Regions from separate parts of the Mus musculus genome. Here all the other regions are linked to region 1. The links are chromatin contacts, called in public Hi-C maps. All regions are on one chromosome and are shown on one strand. Each heading gives the region's core, a stretch centred on a gene start, on an enhancer-like site or on the middle of the called end of the contact. The rest is flanking DNA. Distances are from core to core; before and after follow the strand shown. Region 1 holds the start of 3300002A11Rik (RIKEN cDNA 3300002A11 gene). Region 2 holds the start of 1700064M15Rik (RIKEN cDNA 1700064M15 gene). Region 3 holds the start of Eml5 (echinoderm microtubule associated protein like 5).

The links. Hi-C and Micro-C count contacts between places; a contact is called where the count stands out from the background.
Region 2: a contact with region 1 is called in a Hi-C map of uterus, with 2.9 times the contacts expected there. The contact joins the promoter of 1700064M15Rik here to the promoter of 3300002A11Rik in region 1. A contact is called at or near these places in 3 of 39 promoter capture datasets (hippocampal neurons, liver and maxillary cranial neural crest), 6 of 484 Hi-C or Micro-C datasets (embryonic fibroblasts, embryonic stem cells, muscle stem cells and 3 more), 5 of 115 datasets of contacts at active chromatin or transcription factors (embryonic basal ganglia, embryonic forebrain, epiblast stem cells and 2 more) and 1 of 9 other capture datasets (pancreatic islet).
Region 3: a Hi-C map of cerebellum shows a contact between it and region 1, with 1.8 times the contacts expected there. The contact joins the promoter of Eml5 here to the promoter of 3300002A11Rik in region 1. A contact is called at or near these places in 1 of 39 promoter capture datasets (liver) and 1 of 484 Hi-C or Micro-C datasets (cerebellum).

Annotation. Positions count from the first base shown.
Region 1 is chr12:99,339,680-99,342,519 of GRCm38.p6, forward strand. It overlaps 3300002A11Rik (RIKEN cDNA 3300002A11 gene), which reads left to right and starts at 1,352. Exons shown (of 3, transcript NR_166805.1): 1 at 1,352-1,546. It overlaps Foxn3 (forkhead box N3), which reads right to left. Exons shown (of 6, transcript NM_183186.2): 3 at 1,743-1,855. RefSeq lists an enhancer at 1-1,592.
Region 2 is chr12:99,626,686-99,629,385 of GRCm38.p6, forward strand. It overlaps 1700064M15Rik (RIKEN cDNA 1700064M15 gene), which reads right to left and starts at 1,289. Exons shown (of 2, transcript NR_045288.2): 1 at 921-1,289.
Region 3 is chr12:98,900,065-98,903,010 of GRCm38.p6, forward strand. Eml5 (echinoderm microtubule associated protein like 5) reads right to left here and starts at 1,420. Exons shown (of 44, transcript NM_001081191.1): 1 at 768-1,420. The coding sequence starts at 964.

The sequences.
Region 1 (2,840 bases), core at 102-2,601:
GAATATCGACAGTATTGCAATAATTAGTGCCAGGCTCCCCACCAACCCCATAAAAAAGCAACTCTCTAACCCCAATCCCAGCTTCTATTTCAGGAATGGCTACCATCACAAGAAGAGAGGCAGGCATATGGCTCTCCCCTTCTGGACATTCCTACAATGTAGGCTAGGCTGCTCTGGAAAATCCCATCTCTTCCTCCTACAGCTATATGACCTCGAGTTGTCATTTCAAATAAAGTATGCTTCCACTGATTTTTATGAACACAGACAAAAGCAGCTACAACCTTCCTTCCCCCAGCCCCCCAAAAATACCCTTGCGAACCAACTGTAGTTGCTATGTAGGGTTATTTGTTTCTAAGGCAACAGCTTATGTCTAAGTACTAATGGCCTGTCCTTTTGCCAGGCAACAAACAGCCTTGTGATGCAAGTGCACCTGTCTCAGCTACGCGTTACTATGGAGACACTCCAGTTACTATGGCTACCATCACGCTAATCGCCTAGCAAAGGCAGACATACAGCAGTCTTCTCATAGAGCCCAGCTGCTTCTCCCGTCTCTTGCCGGAGACTGATTGTCTAGGGTCTGTGATGGAACGCACAAGAACTTCATTAATGCCACGTTGGAAGGCTCACTCTGTGTGCCCTCCTGCAGAATAAACATCAGAACAGAAAAATCTGCAAGTGGACTGTAAAATTCCCCAGCCTTCTGACACCGGGCCATTCCCAATTAACATAAATGTCTACTCCACTGGCAGTTTCTCTTAACCAGTTAACAAAGGAAATGCTGCTACATGCCTTCTAGAACTTCTTGGTAGGGGACTGGAAAGATGGTTTAGTGATCTAAGAGCACCGGCTGCTCCTCCAGAGGATCCAGGTTCAATTCCTAGCACTGACACAGTGGCTCAAATCGCCTGTAATTCCAGTTCCAGGGGATGCAATGCCCTCTTCTGGCCTCCACAGTCACCAAGCATTCAAATGCTACACAGACATAAATGAAAGTGAAACAGCTGTACACTTAAATAAAGTAATTTTCAAACTTTCTTAGTGGGCCTGATGACAAGCACCGTGAAGAGCTAAGACTCCATCCACAGGTTGAAATCCGGCTCTTTGTTCTGTAAGGCCCTTTCTTCTAACTTAGCACTGACATGCTTTTTAAACTGTGACAATCTACCTAACACCCCTCCCATTGTATATTTGTAAAAATGCACTCATGACCTCAGTCTCATGACAGCCAGACACGTGAGGAGGGAAAGTGGCCATGGTTCTCAAGACAAACACTTAGTAACCACAACAAACCCATCACTCAGGAGCCTGTCGACATGGAAACCGGATGACAACAACCGAGCCTGCCTTCTTTCCACATCTCTAGAGGCAGGCCATGGGAAGGTGGAATCACCTGTGTGCCTCACCGCTCTTATTCCAACAAAGCGTGACCCGCAGAGATAGAAAAGCTGTCCACTTTCCTCTGTAACCGATTCTACCCAGGAAGACGCTATTTACCTACCAGGAGCCCTTCCGGAGCCACACCCGCTCAGTCGGAGCTACAGAAGCGGTAAGCTTCCCAGGAAATGCATAGCCAATGGATGTGCCTCCTCATCAGACTTAATTCTTTTTCCCATTAGTCTGTAGTTATTTTTAAAACATTCATACGGCCTACTAAATTAGTTTTAGAGACTGTCTCTGCTAAAATAACAAAATTCCAGGAGACTTTAAGAAAACAAAAACCCCCGATAGTGCGAGTCACTTACCTTTGATAAGCCTGAGGAGTAGGAGGTGGGTGGTAAGGTGTCTTTTTCAGAGCCTGAATTAGATTTTGTCTATACTCTGGGTCGATGCACCACAATGACCCTTTCCCAATACTCTGCAAAGAAAAATTAAAATGAAAACATATTAATACAGTACAGAGAATTTTGTGGTAGGCAAATACAGGGCTATATTGTAGTTATTCTCCAAAGTTTCCTGTTCATTTGCTAATGATTTCTCAGGCTGACAACAGGACACCATTAAATGCTCTCTGCTCCTCTTTGCCCCGAGTAGATGAGGTCAGATGAACATGTAGCTACCAGATTATGTTGATGCAATAACATGACTGTCAAATCTGAACTACCCCCAACCCAAAATCCCTTATTTCTCAGTATGAATCTGGAGGAATATTCAGACTCGTCCAGAAGTCTCTAACTTGGCTGACGTTCATGGGCGCTGAGAAGACCTTTCGAAGCTCCATCTCTGCTCTAAAAACCCCAGCTGTTTTAAACCACATTATCTTGGCACGATCTTACAAAAATGGAAACGTAATCCACTCATTGTTTTTGGTATCCCGTCCCCCTTGCTCACAAAAGAACATTTATGCTTGGAATGGAATTTATAATTACCTTCCCCTCAGAAACAAAAGACCTGGCAACAATAGCAAACCTAAGCCAGAATTCAAAGTATTTTTTATTTTTATGGGGGGGGGGTGTCCTTCAGTTCACAGCAATCTGCTCTTGTCTCTAGGAATCTTTAGAAGAGGTCACACTTTAAAAGTGTAAATTGGCTAAAACTGTTCCCTGGGGGGAAGGGGGCAGCTTTCCCTGAAGGCCACTTTTGGGCTGGCTGGAGGCAATTGGTCTGAGATCAGCTTTAACAGTGGGTGGGGGTGGGGAACAGCTGCTCTCGCCTGCCCTGCTTTCAACTGGGTCAGTGTACCCAAACCATTTGAGAAGGTCAACAGTAAATATTTACGGATTTGGAACGAAAAGAAGCTAAATGACCTAGTCCCACCCCACCCATGCTTCCTTTGTAATTTCCCTCACTCTCCTCTACAAAGCCTGGTGGTGTCTTCCAACATTGAGAAAAGCAAACATGAA
Region 2 (2,700 bases), core at 39-2,538, 290 kb after region 1:
GTCCTCTCCTTCCATCTTTATATGGCTTCCAGGGGTCCTACTGACTTGTCTGGCTCGCACGGCAAATACCTTTACCTGCTGAGTCATTTCATCTGCGTCCCCATAAATACTTTTTATATGATCATCTCACCAGCTACAAACTAAAAAAATCGGTAAAAAGTAGTTTTTAAAAGCGATTACTCTGACAAAGCGATGGGTAAGAAAGTTGCAAGTGAATGATCCTTCGGAGTGGAAAAGGTTAGCTGTAAATATTCTTTTGAAATATACCGTGAAGGATTTTCACTTTGAGATTAGGGCTGTTCATGCCTCCAGGTTCAAGTGTTGCTCAATCAGCAAGGTGCTCAATTCCCGGTGATTGCTGCTCGGGTTTCTTGTTGATCGAGAATATGCATAATCTCAGCCCAGAGACATTTACCATAAAAATGAATCTAAGAAATAGGCTTTCATTTAAATTTTCCAGTTGCAGTGGATCGAGGAAAATATATGCAGAACATTAAGATGTGAAAAGCTCTGATTCAAACAAGACCAAAGAGGCTGCTTCACTATGTCCCTAACGTTGTGTTCGAATTTAGATGGCAAGCTTTTCCTGTTCAGAGCCCTTGTCAATTTGATTAAAATCACAAACACGTGACTGACTCCGCCTCAGTTAAAAATACTCTCAAGCCAGAGAATGAGCTTTGTATATGCGAGTGGCTTCTCCTGCCCTAGCGAGACTATTGCCCTAGCAAGGGGCGGAGTGGGGTGGTGTAAACGGTTTAAATTTTAAAACCTCTAACCGGATTCTCCGGGTGAAGCCCACTGCAGATTGCCAGTCCGGATTCAGAATCCAGTATACGGACATTTTCGATTTTAAAATGGCCCTTAAGAAATGGATCATTTATTTCAACGTTGTTTTCGAAGACAGAATTTGGAAGCCTCACCGTTTTCTGCATATACTCTTTCTTAGACTTAAAAAAAAAAAAGTCTTTCAGGAGAAAACATTTGCGTAAAAGAAGCACAGCCTCAAGGCCGCTGGTGTGTGCGCGTGAGGGAGCGCGCACGCACGTTTCTGCCGAGTTTAGACATTGCCGGGAAGATCAACTCGGTCCCCAGGAACTGAAAGTCTCCAAGCCGTGACCCGCCCCCGTAGACGTGGACCGGAGCACGGGATCCGGCTACGCCGGAGGGGCGACTCGGTGGCTGGGCCATTCTGGGCGAGCTGGGGCTGCCGCCGGGCCGCCCACACGGGGCTCAGGGCCCGAGCTTCTCGCAGAAGCCGCCAGCATCAGGCGCGGCGGCTGCGCTGCCATGGCAACCATGGCCTGCCGGTCCCCGCTCTCGGGCGCCGGCGCTCCAAGCCCGGCGGGGCGGGGCGGGCGTTGCTAGGAGACCTGCAGCGGGCGTCCGCCTCCGCGGCGCGGTCTCTGGGCTTCCACCCTTCACCTACTTCTGCCTGGTGGTGACTGAGGTGGGGGGTGGAGGTGGGGGTAGGGTTGACGGCCACGTGGTGGCCCAGTGTCTCAGAGCTTCTTCCTTTGGAGAGAGTCGCCCCTTCCTGGCCCTCATGAGGTCCACTTTCCTTGACCCAGGAGCAATGTGGCCCTTTCTGGGGAGGAAACACCTCTGTTTTGTTTCCTCTCCCCTCCCTCCTCGTCTGTCCTCACTTGATCTGATTTAAAAGTCCCTAAAGTCCCTGGAAGGCTTCCTAACCCACTGTTCTTTCCTCTCTAGCCGGATCCATGTCTTGCGTTCAACCAGGAGATGTGCAAAGCACTTTCTGTATGTCATCTAATTCTTTTAAATAAAAATCTTATGATATAGAGGTTAGTTAATTCATTTAACATAAAGTGTAGCCAAGGTCAAACAGCTGGGTGGATGGGACAGGATACTCATGAGGTCCAGTTTTTTTAGATTGCTCAAATTTCCCCCTAGGCTGCCTCTTGGCTAGACCCCCATTCTCTCTGCTGTCCAAGCACGCATACCCACACCAACTGGGACATGCTGTCTGGAACAAGGTCTGACAAGAGGATTGAGAACTTGAAATCAGAGATGGCCAAAATACCTTTGGACAAACGGTTTACACTGGGATGCATCCCTGATAATTTGCAGATGTCCCTGTCTGTAAAGTACTCCTGGCACAATGAGAAACTCGAAATTCTTAGTAAAGAGAGAAAATGGTAACCAAAGACTGACTCGCTGGTTGTGGTTATCCCGTGTTGGGGTAGATCCTTGGAAGGAGGGGTGTAAAAAATTGTTTTCTACTAAACTATGTCCACAAAGTTTACCTATTTATCATTTATTTATTTTTCCTAGGGAACTGTTGGGTTGTCATGGATATGTGTGCAAGCTATTTATTAAGGAAGTGCTTCCAGCAGAAACTATTATAGGGGGAGTGGTGAGGAGCCAAGCTAAAGAGTAATAATTTAAGGTGAAGATCCAGCCACAGCTTGACCCAAAGCATCCATTTCACAGCAAGGGTATCCCTTGTACAACCATTGTTAGTTTTCTCTCTCCCTCACCCCAGCCCCGCCTCCATCCCTGCAGCCATCTTTGGCTGCATGGAACCTTGTGAGCATAAACACCTAGTGTTCTGGGACCTTGGCTGGGCCAGGATGAATTAACTATTGTAAAATAAAGAAAGGAAGTCCTCTGTCGGAAGTTGGAAGTCCGAGATGTGAGCAGTAAAGCATCTAAACACTCGGGGGCTGGGTGGGACCTGGC
Region 3 (2,946 bases), core at 170-2,669, 440 kb before region 1:
TGTGCTTGAGGCAATAATCAATTCAAACGCTCCCAACTTTAACATTAGAGTTCGACTGAAATGTGGAAAATTACCCTTTATATGTACAGCTTACCAAACATCTCGGCCAACGTTAAGATTCAGATCAATAGAGAGCAAGATACTGTCACCCTGTGATTGAAATTACTAATAAGAAAGTAAACTTAAGGTTACTCTGATGAAGATAAACAGAATCGGAAATCGGTGTGGTAAAGGTTATTTCTCATAAAAGACATACCCTCCAAGTGCCTTCCAGCGTGCGAATTTTAACCTCTAGTGAATTGCCTTCCGAGTAACACATGAGTTTCTTTGCTATCTGCTGATAATTGCAGATAGTGAAATCTGAACTAATAACTACGGCCAAGAGTTGAGTACCGCAGAGCTTGGGTTAGTCTTCTGTCAAGTGTTTCCTTTCCCTAGCGAAATAAGATTTCCTTTTTAACAAGAAACCAATCACGGAGTCTAAACTCCTGATGTTGATGGAACGGAAAAGGTCACAAATCCAGTCAAGCGAAGGCCTGCGGAGCATCCGTAGGCTCGCTCCCCTAGAAAAGGGCGCTGCGGAAAGCGGAGTGGTAAGTGGGTGGGCTCCGAACCAGATAGATGCACATCGCTGTCCTGGGTGATGCCCCTTTGCGTGAACGGCCACGACTTCCAGAAGGACAGGCAGCTGCAAACTCCGAGGGCGCTCGGCAGGGGTGACAGCGGTCCCCCTCCCACCCCACCCCTCCGCCTCCCCGAGCCCGTACCTGATGATGTCGTCGCTGTGGCCGCGGAAGAACTTCTGCCGATGCTCCCGCGGACTATACACCACGCCGACCCCCGCCACGAAGTACACGATCTCCTTGGCCGCCGTGTAGTAGAGGTTGTTGCGGCACTGGTGGCCCCGGTAGCCGTACACCCACTCGAGCCGCAGGTGGCAGCTCGGGGCGCTCCGAGCCGCCATGTCGGTGCGCCCACCCGTCGCTGCGGCTCGGGCCCGCGGTCGCCGCCGGGGCTGGGTGACGAAAGCTCTCCCGCTGGCGGCCCGGACGCTCCTCTAAGCCGAGCCCGGCAGGTGCATCTCGCTTGCGTGGCCGCCGCAGCCGCCGCCGCCGCTTCAGCCCACGGGCGGGAGGAAAAGCCTCGCCTCACCGAACATGCTGAGGGCCGCGAGCGCCGCCGGCTGTCCGGGAGCCTCGCGCGTCTGGGAGCTCGCCGTGTCCCCTCAGCCCAGTGCCTTAGGCTGGAAGACAACCAAGCGAAGAGGGGGGACGGGGACGCGCCTCCAGCCCGCTTCTTCTCCGCCCGCCCCGCGCACCGGACTCCCCGCCCGGGTCACCTGCGGCGCTCCGGTCTAGCCGCTACCTCGCCTCCACAGCCCCGGCGGAGCCGCGCCGCGCGCTCCCGAGCCCAGCTGAGTGGCGGGAGGGCGGAGCCGCGCGGCCCCGCCCCTCCCCTGCGCTAGCCCCACCTCTCAGGTGGCCCCGCCCCTCCCGGAGTAGAGCGGAATCAGAGAGCTCCCTGCTCACCACCACCAGGCTGTGGTTAACGCCCCCCGCCCCCCCGCCCCCCCCCCCCACGCAGTCCTCCCTACCAAGATCTAAGCACCCGTTCCCACCCTCGCGAGACCTGGATTACCCCACCCAGATTTGGATTCCTGTTGCTGGGTTTGCTTGCTCAGGAATCTCTGGGGAATCCCGCTTGCCCTTAGACCTCAGCTATTTCATATGCCAATGAATAACACCAGAATAGAATGTTCACTTTATTCTTTAATCGCCTCCTCCATACCTTACATATACGTGTGTGTTTGCTTATCATGGTGCTCTCTGGTCCAGAAATTTGGCAAGAAGAAAACCTAACCTCGCAAATGTGCTTTTGACACATTAGATACACTGTCCTAATAAATAGTCCTGGATTTGTTACTACTGTTGTTCAACAGGCCTCAAACTCATAATCCTCCTGTTTTTGTCTCCTGAATGCTGAGATTACAAATGTGCATCACTGTCCCCACCAAAACTCCGAACCCACCCCCCCCCCCCACGCACCCCACCACCACCCACCCCCACCCCGCTGGCAGATCTTTCAGCTGCTGTTTTGGATAGCAGCAATTATCTCTTGATTAAAATGAAGAAGGGCATGTTTTAAAGTAATTGTGAAATCAGATGGCCTAAATAATTGTGATCAGGTAGACTACTCCTGGAAGAGATGTTGACTATGTAACATCTATGTATGCTTAGAAAAAATTAAATATTTGTTGCCGTACATCGTGAAATATTAATCACTAGCTACATATAATTTTTATGAGGTAGGGTGTAGAAGAATAAGAATTTCTCTCTGTACAGTTTTTTTTTCAACACAATGTTTTACAGATCCCATGGTACATATTTAAGAACTTCAGATTAATACTAGATTTAAATAATTTATTTTCCCATTATCATATTTTCCATTGCAATTTTTAATGACCCAAGGGTAGAGTTTGAAGCAAAAACATTCTTAATTAAGCCATCCTCAGATGACAACTTAAGACCAAAAGAGATGACGGAGGCACAGCGGTGGCTGGAAAGTGAACCATTCATGAATACTAAAGAGAGGAAAGCAAATCTCACCAGTTCTCTATGCGATCTGTTAGCAGGGTCATGGCAGAGAAGTCAGTCAAGCCTTTACCCTGGACAAGGTGTTACCGCTTTCTGAAAGTCATGCAACCAGACCCCAGATATGGATCAACAAGTAAACATCTGGTGAACCATTTACGTAAAAGAACAATAATCCTTTGGTAATCTGATGCCTCCTAGTCCAGTCTGAAGCTACATAGTTCAGACATGTGGGGTGTATTCTAAAATTCAAGCAAATGGAGTTATTTGTGGTTTTCTGTTCATGTGTTGGCACCGAGATATGTATCCTCCAGCCTATAAAAGAAATGTAAGGTCAGCCATGGGCTGATGGCTA